Regions from separate parts of the Anas platyrhynchos genome. Here all the other regions are linked to region 1. Evidence: chromatin contacts called from public Hi-C data. All regions are on one chromosome and are shown on one strand. The core of a region is the stretch at or near the end of the contact, and the rest is flanking DNA. Distances in the headings are between cores, read along the strand shown.

Region 1 (3,301 bases), core at 64-2,563:
GACAGAAAAGACTCTTCTGCCGCTACTATGATGGAAACCGGAATCCTAGGTACATTCTGGGCCCCGTCAAACAGGAAGACGAGTGGGACAAACCTCGAATTGTTCGCTTCCTTGATATCATTTCCGATGAAGAGATTGAAACTGTGAAAGAGCTAGCAAAGCCAAGGGTAAATGCATTACACTTCTTTGCCTTTTGGAATCTCGAGTTCTGCTTGTAGTTTTCTGTGCAAGTGAGTGTGACCATCTCCTCTTGAATGCAGATGTGTGTGCAGTGTACTCACACATTGCTTTTCTCACCTTGTAGCTCTTGGTGATATACTCTTCATAGGAGTCCTCAGGGAAGCTGTAAACTCTGTGTAACTAGGAGAGCTAGGTGACAGCAGTGCAGACTTGTCAGGCTCTTCTGGCAGACACAATTTTGGTGCACGCTGTTTCAGATGAGGAGGAGAGTGTTGTCTAACAGAAAACAAACATCCTGCAGCTAGGTTGACTTGAAGTGCACCTGGCATCAGATGGGCTTCCTTTTATTTTTAAAGTCTGTAGTTGCAAAGGCTGTAACATGGAGAAGAGAGTCTTCTAGGGAAAGGCAGGCACTCCTCTGGTCCTGGAATGCCATATTACTGTGTAGACAATAATGAATGGTCCATTCAGCGTAAAATTGACTTCTAACAGGTTCTGAAATTACCTGCAAGAGAAAGAGCTTTAACAAGGCAGTACTTAGCCAGCTGTGCTCTGCTTCTGACTCACAAGTCCAACTGATCAAATCCTGTTTCTGAATCCAGATCCCAAGGTTCTTGTTTTGAAGGCCAAACAAGCCAGGCCAAATCAGCTGTCAAAGTAAACAGGAGTGTCCAGCATGGACAAGAAGCTAAGCGGCCATCTGTATCCAGCTGGCGTGACTGTGCATCACAAGATGTACATTTAGGAGGCAGTTAGTGAATTTGATTTGTTTTTCTACCAATTACCAGTTACTTCTAAAATAAGATTTAAACTTGTCTAAACAGATTATTACTCCTTTCTGAGCCTAAATGTCTTTTTGTTCAGAGAGAGCTGAGCAAGTGAAGATTGGGGGAATAAATACATCAAATACAGGACAAACTGTTACCTCGGTCTGCTGCCAAGTAAAGCAGCTGTGAGTTACACATAGGCACATCACAGATGGGGCTGCCCTTGGTCACCACACTGAGTACTAGGAAGCTAGAAGTAGATTTTAAAGCTTTCTAAAGGCTGATGCATCGTATTTCTGAGGTAGCATTCAGAACCGTAAGGAAGTATGAGTAACCTGTAAAACATCTCCTCCTGCAGGCAGCCTTGCTGCAGTTTGTCTGTTACTGATTAAGCCCCTTTATTGCTGCAAAAGCTCTGGCAATTACGTCTGTGGAATGTGACTGAATCATATCTTTATGGCGTAGAAGTAAGGCTTAGCACTGAAAATACAGCCTGTATGGAGGTCTGAACACATGGTGACTTTAAACTTCAGGACTTGCCAAGACGTTTGTCTTCCTATCAGATGTTCAACTTGTGGCAAAGACTTGCAGATTCACGGTTCAGTTATGTGAAAGCATTTTTCTGCTGTTAGTGTTCCACATATTTCCTACAGCCGAGGCCTTGTAGGGCTCAGTAACCAGTGCAGCAGGAGGATTGTGTTTTTGAGGCAGAAAGATCGTCATCTGCCTTCTTGGTGCCAGGGATGTTCTACTGCTGCCTCTCGAAAGCCATGGCTGCATAATCTGTGGCCAGCCTTCTGCTGCTCTGGTGTAAGCTGGCAGGAGGAAGGCTTATTATTCACCCTGGGAGTCTCTCTGGAATCAGTTTGTGACTTGATTCCTTTATGTGTCTGCACGTGATGAGGAGAGGCTGCATGTTAAGAGTCCTTAATACCTCTTCCTGTCAGTAGGGGAGGAGCAGCCCTGCTTTACTTTTTTTAACAACAGAAAAATATTACTTGGTATGCTGTGTTGAGCCTAGAGCCCACCGAAATGTGGAACTTATCCCAAAGTATGGAGAGTGCCTGACATTACAAGAACAAAGTAAAATAGTGCACCTAAGGTTCTTGATCAATGTTAACAGAAGGGATGGTATCCAGTAAATGGAGCGCAGTAAAGGGCAGGGCAAAGCCTTGAGCCAAGAATCTCACTCCCTGTAACGTAGGAACACAGCCTAAATGTAAAATACACGTAGCAAGTTGTTTTTGTTAGCAGTCAGTGTTAAAGAAGTTCACCTCAGTGCTGATACTGGTACAGAAAGATTCAGAAGGTAGGGTTTTATTCGTCTTTCATTTATACAAGATCCAAGCAATGCTGCAATCAAGTTAACTGTAAACCTCAGCTTACATGCACCGGACAGAGCGTGAACAAAGGACCGATTGTATGTGTGTCATAATGCTGAATTGTTTCCAGCAGCTGTTGCAGTATGAAGAAAATGAAAGTTTCTAGTTTATTTTATTCAGACAGCTGCTCTTCTTGCTCCAGAAGTGGAAACATTATTTCCTGGAAAAGTTGATCTTCTCTAATGCTCTGAAATATATGTATGTATACGCACATACATATATAAAACACACACACACTTAAAAAAATATATTAAAAAAAATCAAAAACTTTGTTTTAGTAAAAGTGGAGACTCCCCGTCCTGCCCTGTCATGGCTTTGAGTTCCCACCCCCACTCCATAAAAGACAAACCACCGCAGGAGGTGACCGGGTGGCTTGTGTGGGGCCCAGTGTGACATTTCCCCCTAGGCTTCTGAATGGTCGGATTGCTGTGATGCAGTATGTGCTTTGTAATGCAACTATTCTGATGGTTCGCTTCACAGCTGAGGCGAGCCACCATTTCAAACCCCATAACAGGAGCCTTGGAGACGGCACATTACAGAATTAGCAAAAGGTAAGAGAGCTCTATGCCAGATGTTTGGGGCCTGTAATGAGTACGTAGATTCTGCTCATTATGGGGAAGAAAGAGGTGGTCTAAAAAGACAACTTTGGCTTTGTAGTCCACCGCTTTATTACATGCAGATCCTGTAACAGGCTGTTATTGCTGAGTTTCTCAGTCTTTTCCTTCAGCTAGAAGTTCTGGGGGTATATTTGGTTATTATTATTATTATTTTTGGGTCACCTTCTCAGTGTGTGTTCTCAAATGATAAAATACACAAGAAATAGGTCTGTAATTCATTGTCCAAAATATATGATGCTACAGAACCTTCAGTGTGGACTCTGCATTTTCTTTATACTCCCTTTCCCCTTGCAGTTCTCAACAACCCAGAATTGTCCTCCTTTCCTCTGCAAAATCTAGCAGCCCACTTCGAGTG
Region 2 (3,376 bases), core at 319-2,818, 47 kb before region 1:
CTCACTGAAATGCACACATTGAGGCAAAAAAAGAAAGAAAAGCAACAACACCACAATGACAAAAAAGCAGTTAAACAGCCTTTTCATTCTGTACCAAAAAAAAAAAAAAAATCAAAATAGTTCTTAGGAATCCTTCTCTTCGAGAGTTTTCATAGGGTTGATGTTTACTTTAGAGGCATTTAAGCAGAAGCCATAGTACACAAGTAAATGTATTAATGCTAACTCCTAATAACCTCAATGATGTAGGACATCTAGGGGTCAAGGAGAACATCAATTTTCTCCAAGTTACTGTAGTTAAGTTGAATACTATTTCTAGTTCCAATTCTACACTGCTCAGGAATGATTTTTCACTTTTTTCCACTTGCTTCTGTCATAAAATTACATGACCCTGGCTATTTATGAGATGGGAACAAAACACAGCTACACACTTATTATGATGTCCAAAATGGAAAGGATATGTTCTGAAATGCTACAGTTCTGAGGTAAAGCCTAGGAGTACCAAATGTATTACTTTTGTAAATATAGCTCTACACAAAGGGTATTGTTTTTTCCATGGTCTCCAGACAAAGATCCATTTTCTGGTGTGACAAATACCTTGAGATCTCTCCGTAGTTTTCCAACATAGGTGTGGCTGGGCGCCCCTCATCTTGTGGATCTGGCAGGGGATGATGCCGCAAGGCATGTTTTGTAAGTCCTTGTCTAAAAGAAAGAGCAGAACTTGATGTTACTGACAAGAATAAATATCTACGCAGCTCCTAAGTTTTACATGGCTTTCTGCTTTCCGAGGAATGCACTGATTTGCATACCTGAAGCATTTCTTATTATTAGGGTAATTCAGGTTACCAAGGCTTTATATTTAAAATACCAAAACTAACTCTAGGCTAAACACGGAGTTAAAAGGTATTTGCTTAAAAATCAGTGTCTTCCTTTAAACGTAAAGCGCTGTCACGAATCCCGATGCAGCTCTCTATAAGCACCTATCACGTTGTTGTCCCCAAAGGGGACTTGTGATCAGGCAGAACAAGCGTGGCCTCCAAACTCGGCAAATTAGGAGCAGTTATTTGCTACCTTATTGCTTTGATGAAGTTTAGGTGCCTGGAAAGAGAGATGGGCAAAGTCCCAGCAGCGGGAGGAGAGCCAACAGAAGTATCCCAAGCATCGGATGAGGGAGCTGTAAGCGAAGGATCCCTCCCCTTAGCTCATTTTCGGCTCAAAGACATTGAACTCGAGATTTAACCACGTTCCGCATCGTATGTCGGCGACTACATACGTTGCCCACGACGGGTACAAACGCCTCACAGCGCTGCCGCCCGTCCCCGCCACCCCTTAGGGCTGGCCCCAGCCCCTCTCCCCAGCCCCAGCTACGGCCCCGCCGCCCCCAGCCCTCCGCGGGGACCCTGCCTGGCGGCGGCCACTCACGACTCCAGAGCGCTGGGGGGCAGCGGCTTCCTCGTGTATCGCGACATCATCGTGCGGTCGCCTCAGCGCCGCCGCCATGACACCTCCTCCTCAGCGCCGCGGCCGCCATTACACCGCCGCCATGACGCGGTCTCCTTGGCGCCGCCGCCATGACACCGCCTCCACAGCGCCGCCGCCATGACGCGGTCGCCTCAGCGCCGCCATGTCGCGACAGCCTCAGCGCCCCTCAGAGGCGGAGCGCGGCCCTCGGCGCGGCTCTTATGGCGGGGGACGGGGCTCCGGGCGAGGACGCGGTTCGCTACCGCCTCTTCGCGGTGGGGCCCGGAGGCGAGGAGCTGCTGCGGGGCTGCGCCCGGGACATCGCGGAGCGCCTGGCGCCGCTGCTGGCCGCCTACATCTGGCAGCGGCAGCCGTTCCGCCTGCGCTATGTGCCGACGCGGGGTGAGCCCGGGGGGGACGCGGCGTGAGGGGCGCTGAGCCGCTTCGTTTCTCGTGTTTTATCTTGTTTTCTCTCCGTGCTCGGTCAGGAGACACGCCGGAGCACCTGGGCGGCAGCACGCGGTTCGGGGATAACGTGGAGGACGAGTGGTTCGTCGTGTACCTGCTGCGGGAGATCACCAGGGCGTGCCCGCTGCTGGCGGCCAGGTGCGGGCGGGCCGGGGGGCGCCGAGGGGACCCAGCCCGGCACCGGGCGGCTTCACCCTCACGGAAACCCCTTTCTCCTCGGCCAGGGTCGACGACAACGACGGGGAGTTCCTGCTGATAGAGGCGGCCGAGGTCCTCCCCAAGTGGCTCCGTCCGGAGAACAGCGACAACAGGGTGCGTACGGCCCCGGGGCCGCCTTGGAGCCTCTCAGCCCAAGTGGTCTGGAAAGGACTGGGCAGGGCTCTCCCCAGGAGCCCTCTTGCATCTATCCCAGCTTCCTAGCTCAGATGTAGCCACTCGTGTTTTTTCCTTTCGTGTTCTCAAGTGCTCTGACATGAGGGTTTGCTGCCTGGATGATGCTTTTATTCCCCTGTCACGTTCTTCAGTGGTTAGGTTAGGCTGCCTGGTTCTGAAGCAAATCCCCAGTTGAACAGAGACTTGGTAGTGTTGGTGTTAAGGAAAACAGATTTAGTGAAATACGTATCTTGAAAGAGTATTATTTTTTAATTTATTGGTTAGATCATGGTTTCTGGCACCTGTATTTATATCATCTCCCATTTTAAAAAAGTTGTTTCCTGTGTTATTTCATTACTTGTGCTTCAGTAATCTGAGTTTAAACAAATAGATTCCTGTATGAAACAAAACTTTGCATTGCTTGGTGTACGACTGTTCTTATCCTCTGATGAGGCTGTTACTGTCTGCCAGGTGTTTTTTTACAAAGGAGAATTGCACATCATTCCGCTGTCAGAGACTCAAGAGCAGGATGACTGTGAGCCGTCTGCTGCCTGCCCAACAATCTCACAGGCGTTAAGGCTGTTGTCCACCCGGTCGGAGGAGTTCCTGGCCGCAGAACCCATTCGAGCAGCGGTGTATAAGCGCATCAGTGGGTATGTGGATGATTTCATTTGGTTTTCTGTTGGTTTACTGCTGTGATACCATACCTGACAGTTACAGGAATTTCTATTCCTTCACATCCTTCTTGTACTGGTTAGTGAGGAAATGTGAAAGTTGTGCGAGCTTTTAGGAGCCCATTGGAGAAATGAAAAGATTGCACACTGCTGTCTAGAACCAACATGCTCTTACGAGCATCAGCTAGTTACAGGTGAGGTTAGCATTGTGCGTTATTTTCTGCAAGGATTTGGCAGTTTGAGCCAGATGTACTCAGTGCAGTGAAGAATACTGTAGAGTTGGACATGTTAGTGAAGTTCACAGTGATTCATCTTAACAGTGCGGGGATTGAATTTTTATTAGCTGTGTATTTCAGATTTTTTTTTTAAACAGACACTTCAAGTGGTAGGTTAGCAGAATTTTA
Region 3 (3,488 bases), core at 504-3,003, 54 kb after region 1:
CTCCTCCTCATTTCAGGGCACAATTTTAAACAGCAGAATATAAGAACTGCCTATTCCATGTCACGTTGGAGCTGATCTACAGCCCAGCGGACTGTTTCTAACCAAGAGAGGTGAGGTAGGAGAAAGTGACCCTGCTCCATTTACTGGACTTTGTTCCTCAGTGTCTCTTGTACAGCTGCACATGCTTGTACCACAGTGAGTTTAAAGAGCTATAACTCAAATCCATCTAGTTTGTAAATGCTGCAGTGGATCAACAGGGAGAAAAAGTAGCCCCCCCCTTAAGATCACCCTGGTCTTCTGCAGGACCTCCATCACCCACTTCTCCCTCTGCCAATGTGCTGCCTACCTTCATGATTTATCTATTGCATTTTTGTGGGATGATGTTGCCTCCCTGCATTTGACACAGCTTCCTCAGATCTCTTGATTTATTATCTTAAAAACTAGAGAGCACGAGGGTCTGAATAAGGACCTTCAAAATGTTTGGCTCTACGCAGTCACGTTCCTTGCAAGCCCACAAACCCTCTTGATCTCCACAAGAGATGAGATGTTTGTGAGTGAAGTGTTTGTTTGTGAGGGCAAGATACAAACACGTGGACCTCTTGGTGGGTACTTGTCTGTTCACGCCAGGCTCGAGAAGCGTGTTCCTTTTCAAGCCCTTTCTGAACTTTCTGCAAATAATTACTACAGAAGAATAGCACAGGGAGAAAAAAATGAAGAATTAAAGTGTTCGTTACATTTCAGTCTTCTCCTAATTAACCCTGATTTGGCAGCTTCCTTACTACAAGCCCAGGGGTTTCACTTCCACGTACATTTAATACCTGATTAAGCACCACTTACCTGTGACTAACCATTCCCTATTAAGCGAAATGAATGCTAATATTGTCTTGAGTAAGGAGAATTGATTATCATTTGCTAGAAGTAGGCTAATAAAACCAATCATTCTGATTAAACGCTGGCAGCCTGGAATACACTGTACTTTCTGCATCGCATTTCAAGTTCTAAAACTGTTCTCTCTTATTTTGCTTGAACAATAGCTGATGCAATTTGGGGTGGGGAGGACACATTATGTTTTTTTTACCAGAATGCTCTGGATGCAGACAAACCTTCTTGGTTCAGTATTTTGATGTGCTTCACTGACTTGAAAATGGGAAGTCTATGTGCTTCTGACCAGGGACTTCAGGTCACCCTTAGTGAGCTGCACCCTCTGTAAGCATCTGCCTCACTGACATGCTGTTCTGCACCTCCCCACTAACACAGCATTTCTCTACACTAAAATCCTTGTGCTGTCCTCGGCCACCGTCACGTTTTGTTTGGCCTCGAATACAGTCTAAAAGACAGGAGCAGCTGCTGTAGCCACAAGAGTGCTGCAGAGCTGCAAGCTGGCACAGGGAGAGCAGCTCTGGGTTACAAAGGTGCTTTCCAGTGCCATAATTCATGGGATATGCAGAGCAGCAGATCTGCTCTCACCACAGGCAGCCCTCAGGTCTCCCGAGGAGCAGGAGGAGGACTGCAGCAGGAGTCTGTTGGGATTTGGCAGGCATTTCTTCATGAGCTCTCTCTTTTACCTGCCTCTCCTTGCCTCCTGCCCTTACCCACAGACAGCAGCAGTGCTGTTCAATCCTATGCTCCAAAAGCTCACTTGACTTCTCAAGACCAGAAAACATTTGTCCTGCCTTTTCTCTGCACACAGCTGAAAATAGCTTCCTCTGGGCTTCCCTCGGTGTAACGCTCTTGGCTTCCACAACATGATTTGGTACGGCCTTAGGGTGAGTCACTGACTAAGATTAAAAGCTTTTTGTGTTAAAAGCCAAACGAGGCAAAGCAAGGAATGCCCTGTCAGCTTCCCAGCTGGGCAGCACCAGAAATACACACACTCTCATTAGCTCTTATACAGTATAATTAACTTTATGAAATATCTTTTGTAGATAGACTCTGCAAACACTCATGCTGGGAAATCACATTGTCTCCTAAACAGACAGGAGATAATTTAAAGACAAAATTCACTGAAATAAAGATGCGGTGGCTCAGAGGGAGCTGGAAGCAAGCACTTCAGGGGAAATGAGGTAGCACCCCCTCCCCTCCTTCACTTCTCTGAGAGCTTCAGGATGGCCTGAAGAGCAAGCAGACGAGCAGGAAAAGCAGCTGTTGCTCTTTAGAGCACTGCAGACCTGTATGGCCCCTCGGACTGTCAATGCTGCCCCAGGCCAACCTCCCACAGACACAAAGCGCTCTGTGCCACAGCTTACTGAAAACTAATTTGAGTTTTTATGAAGAAACTCCACAGTAATAAAGAACCAGCCAATCAACCTCTCTTCTCTTCTCCCCAGAGGCTGAAGGCGCTGGGTTTTGCTCAAGACATACAACTGTCTCCAGTCCCCTCCATTTTTCATGGCTCAATTTTTTTCCTCCCCAACACTTTTTGCGTGGCCTGAGCAATTCAGCCTGACAAGCATCAGCCATCAAGTAAAGCTTTACAATTTGTAATCTTGATGGTATCATTAGCTCTCTGGCTGACATGCTAACATATATACTGGATGACAAATCGGACTCTAGCAGGCATTCATAAGCCCACCATTCTTCAGAGATTAATCCTACGTGCCCTGTGTACTGGAGGTCTGCTCTGGCACAAATAAGCAGCACTGCATTATGACTCTAAATTCAATTCAGATTTGCCAGGGAAGGGGTGAAAAAGTAGCTTAACAGCTATGTGTAGAGTCTCTCCTGCTAGAGGAGAAGAAAATCTCCCAGTGCTTAGCAGCGAAGATTCTCCCAGTAGGGAAGGCACCACGCTCTGAGACAAAGACCTTTCCACCTGGAAGAAATTTCACACCACAGTCGAAGATAAAGGATCTCTCTCACATCTCCCAGCCTGTCACCTAAGAACACGAACCTTAAAGATGGTGAACAGAATAAGCTAGAAAGCAATGGCTCTTCACTCACCCATTGAAGACACTGGCTGCAGCTGGACAACAAAGCAGAGGCAGAAAAACAAGTACTGGAACATCCCACTCAACCGAGGCACAGTTACTCCTTGAGTAACACAGCCTTGGAAGCCCTTGCACACGCTGTGGCTCTTGCAGCCTTCCTCTCAGTGCAGCTTCTGACCCCAGGCTTTCTGAAAAGCAACTGGGATAGCACTTGTGGAAGTTTATCAGAGGAAGAAGCTGAAGGGATGCGGGGTACAACACCAGCCTTGACCTCTCCAGAGCAGCTCTGCCCCTTACTGACAACGGAGGTGCAGTTACTGATCGATCTTGTTTTTTGGACGCAACTCGCTATTGTTTTCTTGCCTGACTGCCCCACGGTGACACCTCCACTATCTTATCTGGAGGGGAATTCTAACCAGGGGACACCCGGACATCCCGAAGGGATGGAAGAGAGGAGCAGATGGGTGCTCATTGTTATCTCTGCTCCTTCCCCAAGTCATACGACTTCACGGCTCCCCCTCAGTCAGAAAACGCCAGCTAGGGAGCTTTAACTGCAGGAAA

What was found. A called contact is a pair of places that touch in the nucleus more often than the background predicts.
Region 2: a Hi-C map of subcutaneous adipose tissue shows a contact between it and region 1, with 1.6 times the contacts expected there. The contact joins the promoter of ECD here to the enhancer-like site in region 1. A contact is called at or near these places in 2 of 8 Hi-C or Micro-C datasets (liver and subcutaneous adipose tissue).
Region 3: a Hi-C map of liver shows a contact between it and region 1, with 1.7 times the contacts expected there. The contact joins two enhancer-like sites. A contact is called at or near these places in 2 of 8 Hi-C or Micro-C datasets (liver and skeletal muscle).

Annotation. Positions count from the first base shown.
Region 1 is chr6:6,563,103-6,566,403 of IASCAAS_PekinDuck_T2T, forward strand. It overlaps P4HA1 (prolyl 4-hydroxylase subunit alpha 1), which reads left to right. Exons shown (of 15, transcript XM_072040311.1): 8 at 1-167. Among named protein-coding and RNA genes, the nearest start is that of PLA2G12B, 20 kb to the right of the region's middle. Within about 2 kb of position 1,314, at least 3 of the 8 cell types and tissues checked have an H3K27ac peak or open chromatin away from gene starts, as enhancers often do. A contact at or near this core is called in subcutaneous adipose tissue, where this site is marked.
Region 2 is chr6:6,515,908-6,519,283 of IASCAAS_PekinDuck_T2T, forward strand. It overlaps ECD (ecdysoneless cell cycle regulator), which reads left to right and starts at 1,569. Exons shown (of 13, transcript XM_027460781.3): 1 at 1,569-1,860; 2 at 1,947-2,064; 3 at 2,151-2,238; 4 at 2,770-2,951. The coding sequence starts at 1,569. It overlaps FAM149B1 (family with sequence similarity 149 member B1), which reads right to left and starts at 1,560. Exons shown (of 16, transcript XM_072040302.1): 1 at 1,420-1,560; 2 at 595-699; 3 at 1-4. The coding sequence starts at 1,469.
Region 3 is chr6:6,616,643-6,620,130 of IASCAAS_PekinDuck_T2T, forward strand. The region is part of intron 1 of OIT3 (oncoprotein induced transcript 3); the gene reads right to left. Among named protein-coding and RNA genes, the nearest start is that of OIT3, 6.3 kb to the right of the region's middle. Within about 2 kb of position 1,754, at least 4 of the 8 cell types and tissues checked have an H3K27ac peak or open chromatin away from gene starts, as enhancers often do.